Linked DNA regions of Danio rerio: region 1 is linked to region 2. The links are chromatin contacts, called in public HiChIP or PLAC-seq maps. All regions are on one chromosome and are shown on one strand. The core of a region is the stretch at or near the end of the contact, and the rest is flanking DNA. Distances in the headings are between cores, read along the strand shown. Region 1 holds the start of n4bp1 (nedd4 binding protein 1). Region 2 holds the start of cbln1 (cerebellin 1 precursor).

Region 1 (6,852 bases), core at 2,512-5,011, 300 kb before region 2:
ACCCGACTTTGAGCCATGACAACGGCCTCTGCACACCCGCTCAACTTCAGGCGGCCTGGCTCTAGAACTTGGACCTCTGCACTTGTGTCTCTAAGCAGCCGGTCCAAAAAGAGTCCTCGAGCACCAGCGAAAATGCAGTGCATGTCCACAGGGTACCATTCTTCCTTCTGAAGCTCTGGGTCACACAGGCCTTTCACATACTCCTGCAAAACAATCACAGCAGGACCAGATTACAACACATACATTGCAAAAGATAGAACATTTGTACAAGCAGCAGAGATATGACAACACAATAGACCACTGTTTAATTAATATCCAATGTCCAACTGGTTTCTTTACAGTAAACAAGTATGTACATATGATTTGCCTAAAATACCAAATGACCAAGGGTTACATCATCACCTTTTTAGGGAGATTCCACAAGTCAGATCATTGAAAGTGTGAATTCACGTCCAACTATGCAAGTACGACACACCATATCTAAATGTAGACAGTTCGTGGCTAAAACAGGGCTACTGTGTCTTTCACATTAGACAATGTGACAACACAGAGTATCAGCAAAAGGTTTAAAAGTTCTTCAAGTTTGATTCACAAGTGAGACACTAGCTATGTTTCCATCCAAAGATGTGAATTAAATTTATGCGGAAAATTGGAATATCGCATAAAAGACATGCGAGTAAAGCAGTGTTTCCTTCCAACAAGTCAAAGAGAACAAAATCATCACTTCTTGATCAACTGGCGCCAAATATCAACAGTAAAAACTGAATTTGCTGTGGTAGGTGAAGCTGTGTGAATCTTTTCTTAATTTAATAAATGACTTGCGCCTAAGAAGACAGTATGCCGACATGCAATGAACGCGTGGTGGTGTTTGAAAGCGTAAGACGCAAAGCACAGATGCTCTTGACAGTTCTGGAGGTCATTAATAATACATTAACACTAATACTGAAATGGTAAGGTGTTTTAGAATGACCAAAACAACATTTCAGATGTTTAACAGTGTGCTCAGCCTGCTGGTTTTTCCATTCACACACATTTTCATTATCACATGATCTCTCATAACAAAATAACATTCCCTTTTTTTAAACGTGCATTCTGGAATTTGTTTGGTAAAAATGTATCCATCGTAGTTTATGTGCATCTTTTATGATCAAATAAAAAGTTTATCCGACTCTGTTATGTGCATACATTATAAAAATAGGTGGATGGAAAAGTAGCCACTGTTCATTTAAAAACAAGCTGCTCATGACAACATTGTCAACGACACTGAATGATTGTGTTATACAACTTCCTGTAATCATCTCTTGGGTGCTGGGTGTTCGAAAACACAATGTGGCACAAAACAATTAATCAGATTTTATTTTTGGAATTATTAAAAAAAAGAAAAAGGAAATGAACTCTGTTTGCCAATAATAGTTAAGTGGTTTAAGGTTAGAAAACAAGCTCATTGTATAACTTTTATTAAAATACATAACATTCTTTCAATTTGAACAATGTTATAAGGCTTTGTTTGTATTTCTACAAATGAAAACACACAATACTGACATGACACTCACGTGGCTTTGAGTAAATGGACCTGCAAATAGCTAGTCAGACTTTCAAATGAAAAACAATACAGGAAGCTCAAGAGGTGGACCATTCAGTCACAGCTCTGCTGATCTTTTAGTTTCTTTGATCTTTGATTGAGTTACGGTAAAATAAATACTCATTTATAGTACCAGTAATGACGCCAGGTTAAAAGACTCTACTCTGAGCAGTTACTAGAAACGAAAGTGAAATACATCGGGGGCCTCCCATCTTGTCCTGACTAAGCAAATAGACCTCTGTCAAAGAATCATGAGAAAATAAATGACACAGTTTGTATGAGACATAGATACTAGCCTTTATCTGTCATACTATTACATATCAAATGGGTATATATATATATATATATATATATATATATATATATATATATATATATATATATATATATATATATATATATATATATATATATATATATTTATATTTATATACATATATATTCAAAAGTCAGTGCAGTGCAAATCTGGAGCTTTTTGGTTGTGAATGTAATTTCACAGAACATTTCTCGACGCTAGTCCCATATGTGAAAAAGCATTACAAATTTATTCAAAATGATTTGATAAAGAGGAAGTGTACATAGTGGTGTAACACATCCAATGAGTGGTTTCCGTTTCATGGCTTAACAATAAGGATATTCCAGGTTTACTGGTACTGATGGTTGTAATTTCCTTTTAAAAAAAATTGAATGTTAGGATTGGGCGATGATGCCACACGTTTAGTAAAAACACATCTTTTGTTGCTGTCTTGGTTGGTAAATCTTTTTTTTTGATACCACATTAACAGGAAACATTTTCATGATAATATACAGGGTTGGATCGATATTTCATGAGTATGAAAGCTTACAAATGTATTACTGTCTGCTGAGATATTATGAAATACACTGACCTCATTTACAATATGCTGGATCTATGTAGTTCGGCGAAACTTACTCAAAATGTACATAACGCACAACTCTAATGGGAAATTTAAGCATTATAATTAACAACTGAGATCCTAAATAAGCACAGATGGTATGTGTCCAAAACAATTTGTCCTTATGAATCATAACCAAGCTGATGTGTAATACTACATCACGATGAGTGTGGTGTTACTTTTCAACCTCAGATCTATAAATAAGTAATTTTGTTTTAGATAAACAAATGGCCAATGGGTTGCTGTTTATCTTCTCTTCGAAAAAAGATAACTAAAAAAAAAGCCAAAGTTCTGTGTTCCACCCTAATTAAAAGTTGGTCTGGAACAATGTGTGTAAATAGAGTGACCATTTTAAATCTTTCTGTTGCTCATTTCTTCTGAACTAGATAAGCAAACTTGCAATGAACTACACAAGCACACTTTGAACTCTGGTGGACTTCTATTTAAAACGCTGTCTTGAAAAAGGTTTTAGTAGGCAAAATGAAAGCATGATTAAAATCATTTTTGTGGGGGCAGACAGACACAAAAGAGACAACAGCATACTATAAGGCGAGGTGTAAATGTCAAATAAAGACAAACATGTTGCCGACTGACGCAGCTGACTGAGTTCAGGGTAATCTCAGCTTCCTCCAGCTATTACGTTGCAACTTTGCCTCACAGCAAGTTCATCAATTTCTCTTGTGAAAATTAGGTATAAACAAAAACAAAGGACAAACATTATTACCACAACTAACATCTTGATTTACTTTGATTTACCTTCGCTTTATACACATCCTCCTTTTTCCCTTTAAGCTGGAGCCAGATCTGTCTGGAAGCCTTACTTCCGTGGGCTCCAGTATGATCCAGGAGCCCGATAATCGTGAATGTCACTTGGAAAACCTGTTCGACCTTCGGTTTGCTGCATTTGAGCTCGGTCTGCTTGTCTTCGTGCACTGTAAACTCGTCTACGGTGAGCGAATCGGGTTGTGCTCTGCTGGCGGTCGGTGACTGTCTGCCTCCCGGCGGCTCCGTGCAGGTTACCTCGGTGATTCGCTTCATCCCGAGGAGGGGCCGCGTTGTTGACATTTTATTTTCAGCCGTATCGATCTACGCTAATACAAGTACATTCACTTTTAGAAACGCTCCTTGTAAAATGAATCTTTTACTCCCTTCATGATCGCTTCCTGCTGGCTCTGTCTTGACGTTTGTCAACAGCGCTGTAGTATCTGTGTTTTGACGTTACTTTCGTTAGCCTGGTAGCTTACATCCCCGTCGCACCCGGAAATCCCCGCGCATCGCACGTCATCAGCAGACGACGACGTTTGGTGATACGTCATCTGCTATGATTACAGATAAGAGTCTGTTGCTCGTGGTAACCACCACACTGTTTACGCCAAAAATATCACACTGCAATTGTTGTTACTATTGTAAACAATAGTAAAATAATGCTGGGTAACATAGTCGGAGAGAGAAGGGAAATGTTAATAAAAACTGTGAAATAACCTGTGATATACCAACCATGTTTTAGGTGACCCACGATTGAGCAGTGTTGTAAAGTTACAAATAACATATACTCCAGTTACTGTAATTGAGTAGTTTTTCTAATTTTAGGAATTGTAATTTACAAAGTAGTTTAAAAAATGTGTACTTAAACCTTCCCATGAGTGCATTTTTTAGAGCAGTATCAATACTTTTACTCAAAAAAAAAAGTACTAATACTTTCCTTCTTAGACTTTACAGAACTGAAACTTGACTATAGCACTTATTCATTGTTGCTCTTATAGTTCTGTAAGTTTCTTCCTTGTCCTCATTTGTAAGTCGCTTTGGATAAAAGCGTCTGCTAATGACTAAATGTAAATGACTAAATGAGTTGGATCCGCTGGCAAGGGGGAAAGCTGGACAAACCTGGTAGGCCCAAGCTTATTGTGAGGGTCCTCTGACCTCAACTGGGGATGTTGTCGGGCGGTGGAAGGAATACTTTGAGGATCTCCTTAACCCCACCGGCATGTCTTTCATCGAGGAAGCAGAGACTGGGGATGCAGGGGTGGACTCGCCCATCACCCAAGCTGAGGTCACTGAGGTAGTTTGCAAGCTCCGCAGTGGCAAAGCAGCGGGGGTGGATGAGATTCACCATGTGTATCTTAGGTCTCTGGATGTTGTGGGGCTGTCGTGGCTGACATGTCTTTACAACATTGCATGGAGGTCGGGAACAGTAACTTTGGACTGGGCAACTGGGGTGGTGGTTCCCATTTTTATGAAGGGGGACCAGAGGGTGTGCTCCAACTATAGGGGGATCACACTCCTCAGCCTCCCGGGGAAAGTCTATGCCAGGGTACTGGAGAGGATGATCCGGCCAATGGTTGAACCGAGGATCCAGGAGGAAGAATGCGGTTTTCGTCCAGGCCGTGGTACACTGGACCAGCTCTGTACCCTCACCAGGGTGCTCGAGGGTTCATGGGAGTATGCTCAACCAGTCCACATGTGTTTTGTGGACTTGGAGAAGGCATTTGATCATGTCCCTCCCATGTTCATGTTAGCTGAGTAGCTGTATGAAATCAAAGTGAGATTTATGAAAAAATAAGGCGATTTCCTTCAAGTGAAACATGAGCACACATTGCTTTGCATCTTATCAACACAACCAAGCCTTAAAATTACTTTCTGGACCACCCCTTTAATTGAAATCTGAAAATGCACTTTTTTTCAGTTAAAATTTCAGATTAGCAAATGGGCGTGGCTATTATATGTAACCACGCCCCTCCAATTGGCAACAAACAGAAATGGTAAGAAGGATGTATCTATAGGTTGTAATAACTCTCCCTAAACCCTTTTCCTAATCTTTCTGACTGAAAAGCCTACTTTACTACATCCATTCAGTTCACAGCAGCCATGCCCATTGTTTTCTTATTCAATATTCTGTTTCTCTAGGAAATGCATCACAATACAAAAATAAATAAATAAATGAACAGCCACAGCTTCCGGTTCATGGGGACTTTAAGTAAATTGTTAATATTTTTATTCTATGAACATGAATTCTATATGAATATCTTAAAATCTGAAATACAAATATTGTTTTTTAGATCGTTAGACGTTCTTACATAGTTAGAGAAACGCTAGAAAATAAATAATTAGGCTATAAAGAATACAAATATAAAATAGATCAAATGTAGTATTGGTATGGAGTGGCACAGTAGGGAGTGCTGTCGCCTTACAGCAATAAGGTAGCTGATTCGAGTCTCAGCTGGGTAAGTTGGCGTTTCTGTGAGGAGTTTGCATGTTCTTGCTGCGTTCACGTGCATTTACTCCGGTTTCCCCAACAGTCCAAAGACATGCGGTACAAGTGAATTAGGTAGGCTAAATTGTCCGTAGGGAATGAGTGTCTGTGGATGTTACCCAGAGATGGGTTGGAGCTGGAAGGGCATCGGCTGACGGCACATAGCTAATGGTCTGCATACATCAAGGTTCAAGCCCTCAAGCGTCATACAAATGCAAAGCAGGTGTATTTATAGGGTACATACATTGCAACACCAGTACAGTAATAACAAATAAATAAATAAAAATGTAAAAAGGAAAATAAAAAAAGAAATACGATACACATAAAAACTTGATTAAAAATAGTTTTCATCACTGTGGTATATGATTAGTTCCTTTATAAAATACACAACAATTGTGTTTCATCGGTTGTTCTGTTCTCTCTGCTTTTCCGTGTTCCACCAAAGTCCTTACATTGTATAGTCTTTGGTTTCACATACTCCTGCAAACATTTGTTTATTGAGACTGTGTGTAAGGGGACAGTATTATTCTTCTTTTTTTAAACAGCATTGATATCAGGCATAACATTAGACAAAAACATGCTTTGCATTTATAATTAAATGAAAGTCAGAAATTTGAGCATACATTCAATCCCCAAAAATATTATTATTATCCTGCAAACATTTATGTTTTTGGAGATGTTTTGGTGTGTCTAGGAAAAAAAACAATGACTTGAAGCCATAGTCTACTGGACTTTAGAAAAGAGGGATAAGACCTTTTGAGTTTGTTAAAAAAGTACAGCAGAGTCAATGCTAAACTTGCTCATTTTTGAAAGTAACATCTTAAACATTCCCATAAATCCCTCTGCAATATTACACATTTTATTATGCAGATTATTATTATCATTATTAATAGTTCATTTTTCTTTTGGCTCAGCCTTGAATCATTTTTCTTTTGGCTCAGCCTCTTTTGCAGCCCTTCCAGCTGCAACCCATCACTGGGGAACATCCATACGCACCCATTCACACGCATACACTACTGACAATTTAGCTTACCCAATTCACCAATAGTGCATGTGTGTTTGACTGTGGGGGAAACCGGAGCACGAAGAAGAAACCCACGCAAACA
Region 2 (6,648 bases), core at 3,804-6,303:
TCTTTCTCCCACAAGCCGGCGAGCTAAAGAGCAATAGTCCTTCTGTGGTACACCCCTCCTCTACAGGGGGAAGACCAGGAAGCCGGAGAAGGTGGAATATTTCCAGCCGCCCATCAGGTTGCCTCGCTCCAGCTTGAGGTAGGCGCGGTCACCTTTCTCCATTTGAATCAGGACGCCATTACTGGCTGCTTCACGTGTGACGTCCTGATCCCCAGCGAAGGCGGAGATCACTGGCCAGCCGTTGTGCATCAGGCTCACCTGTAACATGGAAGCATTTCAATTAGCGAGACCAATGCTTAATCTACCTAATTATGCTTGAAGGAATTCAAACAAATGTAGTGTGTGTTTATATAGCGCATTTATCGTGCACTGTAAAAATGCAGGGTTCCACACAATTCATTAATGTTGTCCCAACACAAATTGATTAAGTTAACGTAACACTTTTAACTAATTTATGTGGATCTGACATAAAAAAATTAAGTTGTTCCAATGAAATATCAAGAATTGTGTTGTTTCAGCTTATTTTAAATAAGTAGTTTGAACAAGCAAAAAAATACAAATTTCTCGAGTGTGTATGGCCATACACCCGAAACACTTCACAATCATGAAAGGGGTATCTCCACACCACCACCAATGTACAGCATTCAGTTGAATAATGCGACTGCTAGGCATGGGCCGATGTAACATTCTGTATGATAACTTTGGATACTTTTTTTTTTTTTTTTGCTTGTTCAAAGTAATAAATAATGATGATTTCATTAGGACAACTTAATTTTTTTATGTTTAATCCACATAAGTGTAAAGTTAACTTAATCGATTTGTGTTGGTTCAACATGAACAAATTATATGGAACCCTGCTATTTTTACAGTGTATTGTGATAACTGTTTTAAATATGTTTTTTTTTAAATGTCTGGGTAAAAAATACATTTTTCCCCTTTAAACACAGTATATTTTATTTTGAAAAACATTTCATATTTTGTAACAGTAAACATGTCAGGCTAAATAATTAAATTGAATCATTCACATCTGCTGTCTTCATTAGGTATAAAAAAACAGATACACTTGGATACATTTTTTGCTATTATATATTTATTATATATTGTGTGTTGATACTAAAAATTTTTAAAACAAAACGTAAAAAAACCTTACAAAAAATATTCGCAGTTTTTAAACCTTGACTTTTTTAAACCGCGGTATACCTTGAAAACAGTTAATGTCCCATGTCTAACGACGGCAGCCACAGGACAATGGCGTCAGTGCGCACACCACACACCAGCTATTGGTGTAGTGGAGAGATATTGATACAGCCAATTCGGTGGATGGGAATGATTGGGAGGCCATGATGGTTAAGGGCTGAAAGGGAATTTGGCCAGGAGATCGGGGTTAAACCCCTACTCTTTATGAAAAGTGCTATGTGATTTTTAATGACCACAGAGAGTCTGGACCTCGGTTTATCATCTCATCCAAAAGACGGATGACAAACTTGTATACAGTACAAAGCCCCAACTGCAACAGTAATGTTATTAGTATAAATCAGAGCCTGTTTTAATCTTCTCATTAACAATAACACACTCAATCTATACACTCCCATTCTTTTTCTTTTGAAGGCTGACAAGTCCCTTGATAATACAGTAGGCAGCTCCTTATGAAATCATAAAAATTGATCAAAGCATTTATGGGCCTTTGCCAGGGGAAATGAAAATGGCACACTGCTTTATTTGTGTGTGTGTGTTTTAATGTAAACCATTCTCAGATTGTGCCAGAAGTAGAGCGAAAATGACATTTGATACTGCAAGCAAGCAATGAGCTTGTGGTTATTGAAAAGGCACCTTTGAATGTTGTGCGTGACCATCAGATACACAAAATCCGGATCGCTGTCATTGAGCGAAAACACCATTACACTATGAGAAATTTCTGTTATAAAAGGATAAATATTAGCATGCATTTGTTCATTGAACTCATTTTTTTTTATTGGGTGACTTTCCAAAAAACAATCCTCCAGCTTTGTGGCTATGTAATTTGAATTCCGTCCTCATTTCGTGTACATGTAGAACATACAAATGAACCATTGTATAAAAGATCCCCAAAAATGAGATAATGCGAGTAATTCGCAACACATAATTTAATGCTGCATTTAACGTAACGACAGACAGCTTCCTGTCCAAATGACGCAGTGGAGTGATGGAGGACAAACCCCCTCTTTCTCTCTCTCTCCATCCCTTTGCCTGTCTCAGTCATACATAATGGTTGGACATGAGCGACGACAAAATGTTTTCCCGCTCCTTTGTCATATCTATTCACAGGGTCATTATTTTAGGTCAGAGAGTAATTTTCTTAATTACCGTCTGTCACATCTGCGACAAAGACAATTGTGCTCAATAAAATCTGGCCAGTATGTCTGCAATCAATATTCAAATGCATGGCTGTCTGCTGCTTTGTTGAAAAGAGTTCAAGCTTTACATGAGAAGAACTTTCTTTGACAATTTGTATTGTGTTGTGCTTGTCTTCTCAGTTTTGCACCCTAAAGCTAACGTAATATAATGTGTTAACTAAAACATGTTTGTGAGATTTATGATTAAATTAACTTACAATTAAAACAACTGACTGGAATTTTAAATCGAGTATGGGATCATTTGATTGTCGCCTGAAGCAGACCAGAATTTAAAAAAGCTTTTCCACATTGAAATACCAAGTGTTGATAAACCGACTTGTCCTTCGAGTACTGAACAAGATCGACTATAAGAATTTTTCTACCCAATGCATGCAGTTCTCCAAGCAAACAATTCATACAAACACGGTGTGTGTTTTCCATACAGATTTGTGAGATCCATGCAGATACAGTGTGTTGCTATATTATTTATAGAGCTTTTTAGATCATTGTGCGTGTTTATCCTATGTTCTGAATGCTAATACAGAGGCCTGTTCCTCCCTCCCTGATCAACAGAGTGGAAATCATGTTTTCTTTGAAGTCTGAAGTGTACATAAAAGAACAAAGCCTTTCACACACAGACAGTTGTATTACTCTAACCAAACATATGTGATTAGTTCAGTACAACTTTGCTCATTAAAAAAGTGGCTTTAGAACTAATTGAAATTAAGGTCTATATTCAAATCAGCATGGAATCAATTATAGACAATATGTGTAAAAACTACATTTTCTGTTTGCTCCAGACACATTAGATGAGCATTATTAGAAAATTTTGTTTTTATCTTTTACACTGTGTCTATCTGTTCACACTTATTGCGCAACACAGGCTATGAACAATAGGCTCTTCCTTACACATGATATTTGGGTAATGATGTGATAAAAATATTAAAGTTTACAAGGCTTAAATATCAGTCTTGTAATTCTTGCGGTTAGCATACATTAAATAAAACTTTAAAAAGGCCTTCCAACCCAAGACTATTTCCAAATGTTTAATTTGTCCTAATTAAATGATCTTAGAGAGCATTGGTTTAGATTTATGAATCACATCATTTATTAGTGTGTGTGAGTCTCGTATACACAGCTCCAAACTACTGCCTTCAGCACGACCTGCACGGAATAAAGAGAGTTGTAAATCCTCTGAGATGCAGCGTTTTGATAGTACATGTAAATTGGCTAAAGACAGCGTGCGCACACACACACACACACACACACACATATATATATATATATATATATATATATATATATATATATATATATATATATATATATATATATATATATATATATATATATAGTGCTGTACAGACATTGAAAAATCAGAAGTCGAATCGGTCATGAGCAGAGCATTCACTGTCCATGGTCCTGAACACGCGCCAGTCTTGTCTGCGGGCCAATTTTTGGCTGAGTGTTAATCTCGTTTTAATTGAGGTAATAAAACAAAGAATTAACCTAAAGAAAGACTTGGATTTAGCAATTTTCTCAACTAATTCAATGCCCCAAGTGCACCAAAAATACGTTAGAGAATGGTGACCATTAAGGAATGTGCACTTACCTGGATAGTTTGACGATTATACACTTTCACTACGTGGAAATTAAAACTGTATATCCCTTTGCGCGGGGCGAAGAAATTGCTCCTTTCTTCGTCGAAACTTCTACCAACGTTGACCAGTACCTGAAGGAGGATGCAGACATCAGAATCGAAGCCAAACATCGCTTAAAAACGCCTTATTACAATAAGTTTTGTCTCTTGAAGTTTTACAGTGAAAACTCGCTTGTACAAAGCAGCAAATCAATTGATTATACATACAAGAGCAGATGGAGGATAGTTTTAAGACACGACAAAGAAGTTCACGGCTATTAGATATAATTGAAAGCCATTAGCCTGTAATTGACCTTTAACGAAGTGGAAGGAAATGTGACATCTCCCTAGATTACACGTATCAGTTAAAGCTTTCATTGCTGCGATATTTCTTTGATTTTGCGATCTGGTTTGCATTTGTAACCGTGACACAAAAAAACATCCCACTGATCCCAACGCGTCAAAAGTAAGATTAAACAAAACACGTGCCTCTTTCCATACTGAAACTGTACCTGATCGAAGTAGATCACCATAGTTCGATTGCTCATCTCCGACGGCTCGTGGTTCGTGTTTCTCACCACGGAAAAAGCCACTTTGGCGCTTCCCGAGCGCACCGATATCCCAAGAGCCGTCCCAGTGGGGTCTGAGGTGGGATTTGAATCGCACACGACCAAGCATTTCCCCTCCAATACGATGGGCTCTGTCTCGTTCTGTGCGTATGCATGGCACACTAACCACACTGCGCCGAGCACCAACGTCAACATCATGCCAACTTCGCTCCGCACCTAACAGCAGTCTTCTCTCAAAGACAACACAGCCCGCTCAAATCCCGAACCAAAAACACTCCACACCTGTCCTCACTGTACAATGAAGTCCTTCCAAACAGTTCAAGTTAAGACTAAAACAGTTTCCCCACTCGTTCCCTTTCAGTCCGTAGTAGAAGAGCCGACTGGAAGCGGATCAAGGCCCTTTCCCTGCTCGCGCGCAGTAGAATACATAGCGCGTGGGGTCCGTCTGCTCGCGCGCTCAATTATTGATATGTGAGATATTAGAAGTGAAACACAAAGGCTCGTGAGCGCAATCCTCCCGCCCTCCTCGCTCTCCCCTCCGGGCCCCCAATCAGCGCAGGAGACGCTCTTTACTTTTCCAATCCTTTTTCCAAGCTAGTGCATGGACCGCCTCTTCTCGTGACAGCGCCGATGGGGTCCCACCCCTCAAAAGGAGTATCTTACAGGTGGATCCTACTCAGCAGACAGAAGGGGATGACACCCCGATCCGCTGAAAATAGGGGCGCGTTATTTTATCATCGTTCTGCCGGACACAAGGACGCAATTTATTCTTCCATGCCATAATTCTAACTCAAGATGAATGGATTGGGAGCGCGCGGAAACGCAGCGGAGGCTGGCTTCATGAAAGGCGGGTGGAAGAAGTTGAAAAAGTTGTTTTGCTCACCACCGGACACCTATTGCTGAGGAAAAGGATGATAAGCAACATATTTCCGCTAGTCAACTTTTAACAGGAAGACCGCGTCTTAAAAAAGTGATTTTGTTAGAAAGGAAAATTAAAATATGGAAAATAATAAATTCAAATAATAAATTCAATATAATGGAGAAGAAATTTAATTTTACTTTACAAATATGGGCTTTTAAAGTAAAAATAAAGAATGTAATTTAACATGCATTTACAATGTGCAACTATTTTTTTATTGTAAGTTAAGTAGGCTATTTCTTTAAAAAATATTCATAAAAATCCTGGACGTTTTTTTGCAGATCCTTTGTGTATTTTTTATTAAATGTTAAATATTTACAAGTAAGTTAGGCGATATTTTGTTACTAAACTGTCAGTCTGCCTGTATTTTTAGCTATGGCTCAAGAAAAGGCTATTTTAATTAACGCAAGTCTTGGTGTGGTGGCCTTTATTTTACCACCTTCACGACAGTTATGGGTAGACTATATTTAAGCTGCAAAGCACATTTTACTTGTTAATGTATCGTATAATGTAGGCTAGAAATACATTTTTATTAAATAGGTTTAAATAGATTTAACCTATTACGGGTTTTGGCACAGATATCTTTTTATTATGCATTTTTAAAACAATTATACCACATGCTTCTAATGCAATACCGTGGATATAAAAATCACCATAGTTTAACTGTGGCAATTGAATAACTACTGGCTATACAACAATCTTTATCTACCACAGCAGTCTTGGGAAACAGCTGACGCATTGTGAATAAACGGAGAAGTCTGCGTAGAACATTTACGCCGCAAACTTAGGGAACATATGCTGTTGCTCCAAATATTTGGCGCAGAGTTGTTGATGGCATGTGGCGTCTGAGGCCCGCGCGATTCTCATTTTTTCTGACAGCGCTCATTCTGCGCCAGCGCAGTTCCTACATGACATTTAATAAATGAGATCACTGAGCAGGTTTTAGCAAGAAAAGAGACATGGCGAGCTAAACAAGAACAGAGGACGAGCTTGACATTTGAAAGAAACAGCGACAACAAAGCATGTAGGAGAATACGAGAGTTGAGCCGATAGTTCATTAAATTGGACGCCACATATGAAAGGGAAGTGTTTTTGTTAGTATTTGCAGATCTGGACCTGGTACAGGAGAAAAAAATATATAATTATACA

What was found. HiChIP or PLAC-seq counts read pairs in DNA pulled down with a chosen protein or histone mark.
Region 1: a contact with region 2 is called in an H3K4me3 HiChIP or PLAC-seq map of embryo, with 5 times the contacts expected there. The contact joins the promoter of n4bp1 here to the promoter of cbln1 in region 2.

Annotation. Positions count from the first base shown.
Region 1 is chr18:19,789,721-19,796,572 of GRCz12tu, reverse strand. It overlaps n4bp1 (nedd4 binding protein 1), which reads right to left and starts at 3,761. Exons shown (of 7, transcript NM_199787.2): 1 at 3,253-3,761; 2 at 1-203. The coding sequence starts at 3,561.
Region 2 is chr18:19,488,393-19,495,040 of GRCz12tu, reverse strand. cbln1 (cerebellin 1 precursor) reads right to left here and starts at 5,053. Exons shown (of 3, transcript NM_001430964.1): 1 at 4,524-5,053; 2 at 3,985-4,104; 3 at 1-258. The coding sequence starts at 4,775. The coding sequence ends at 61.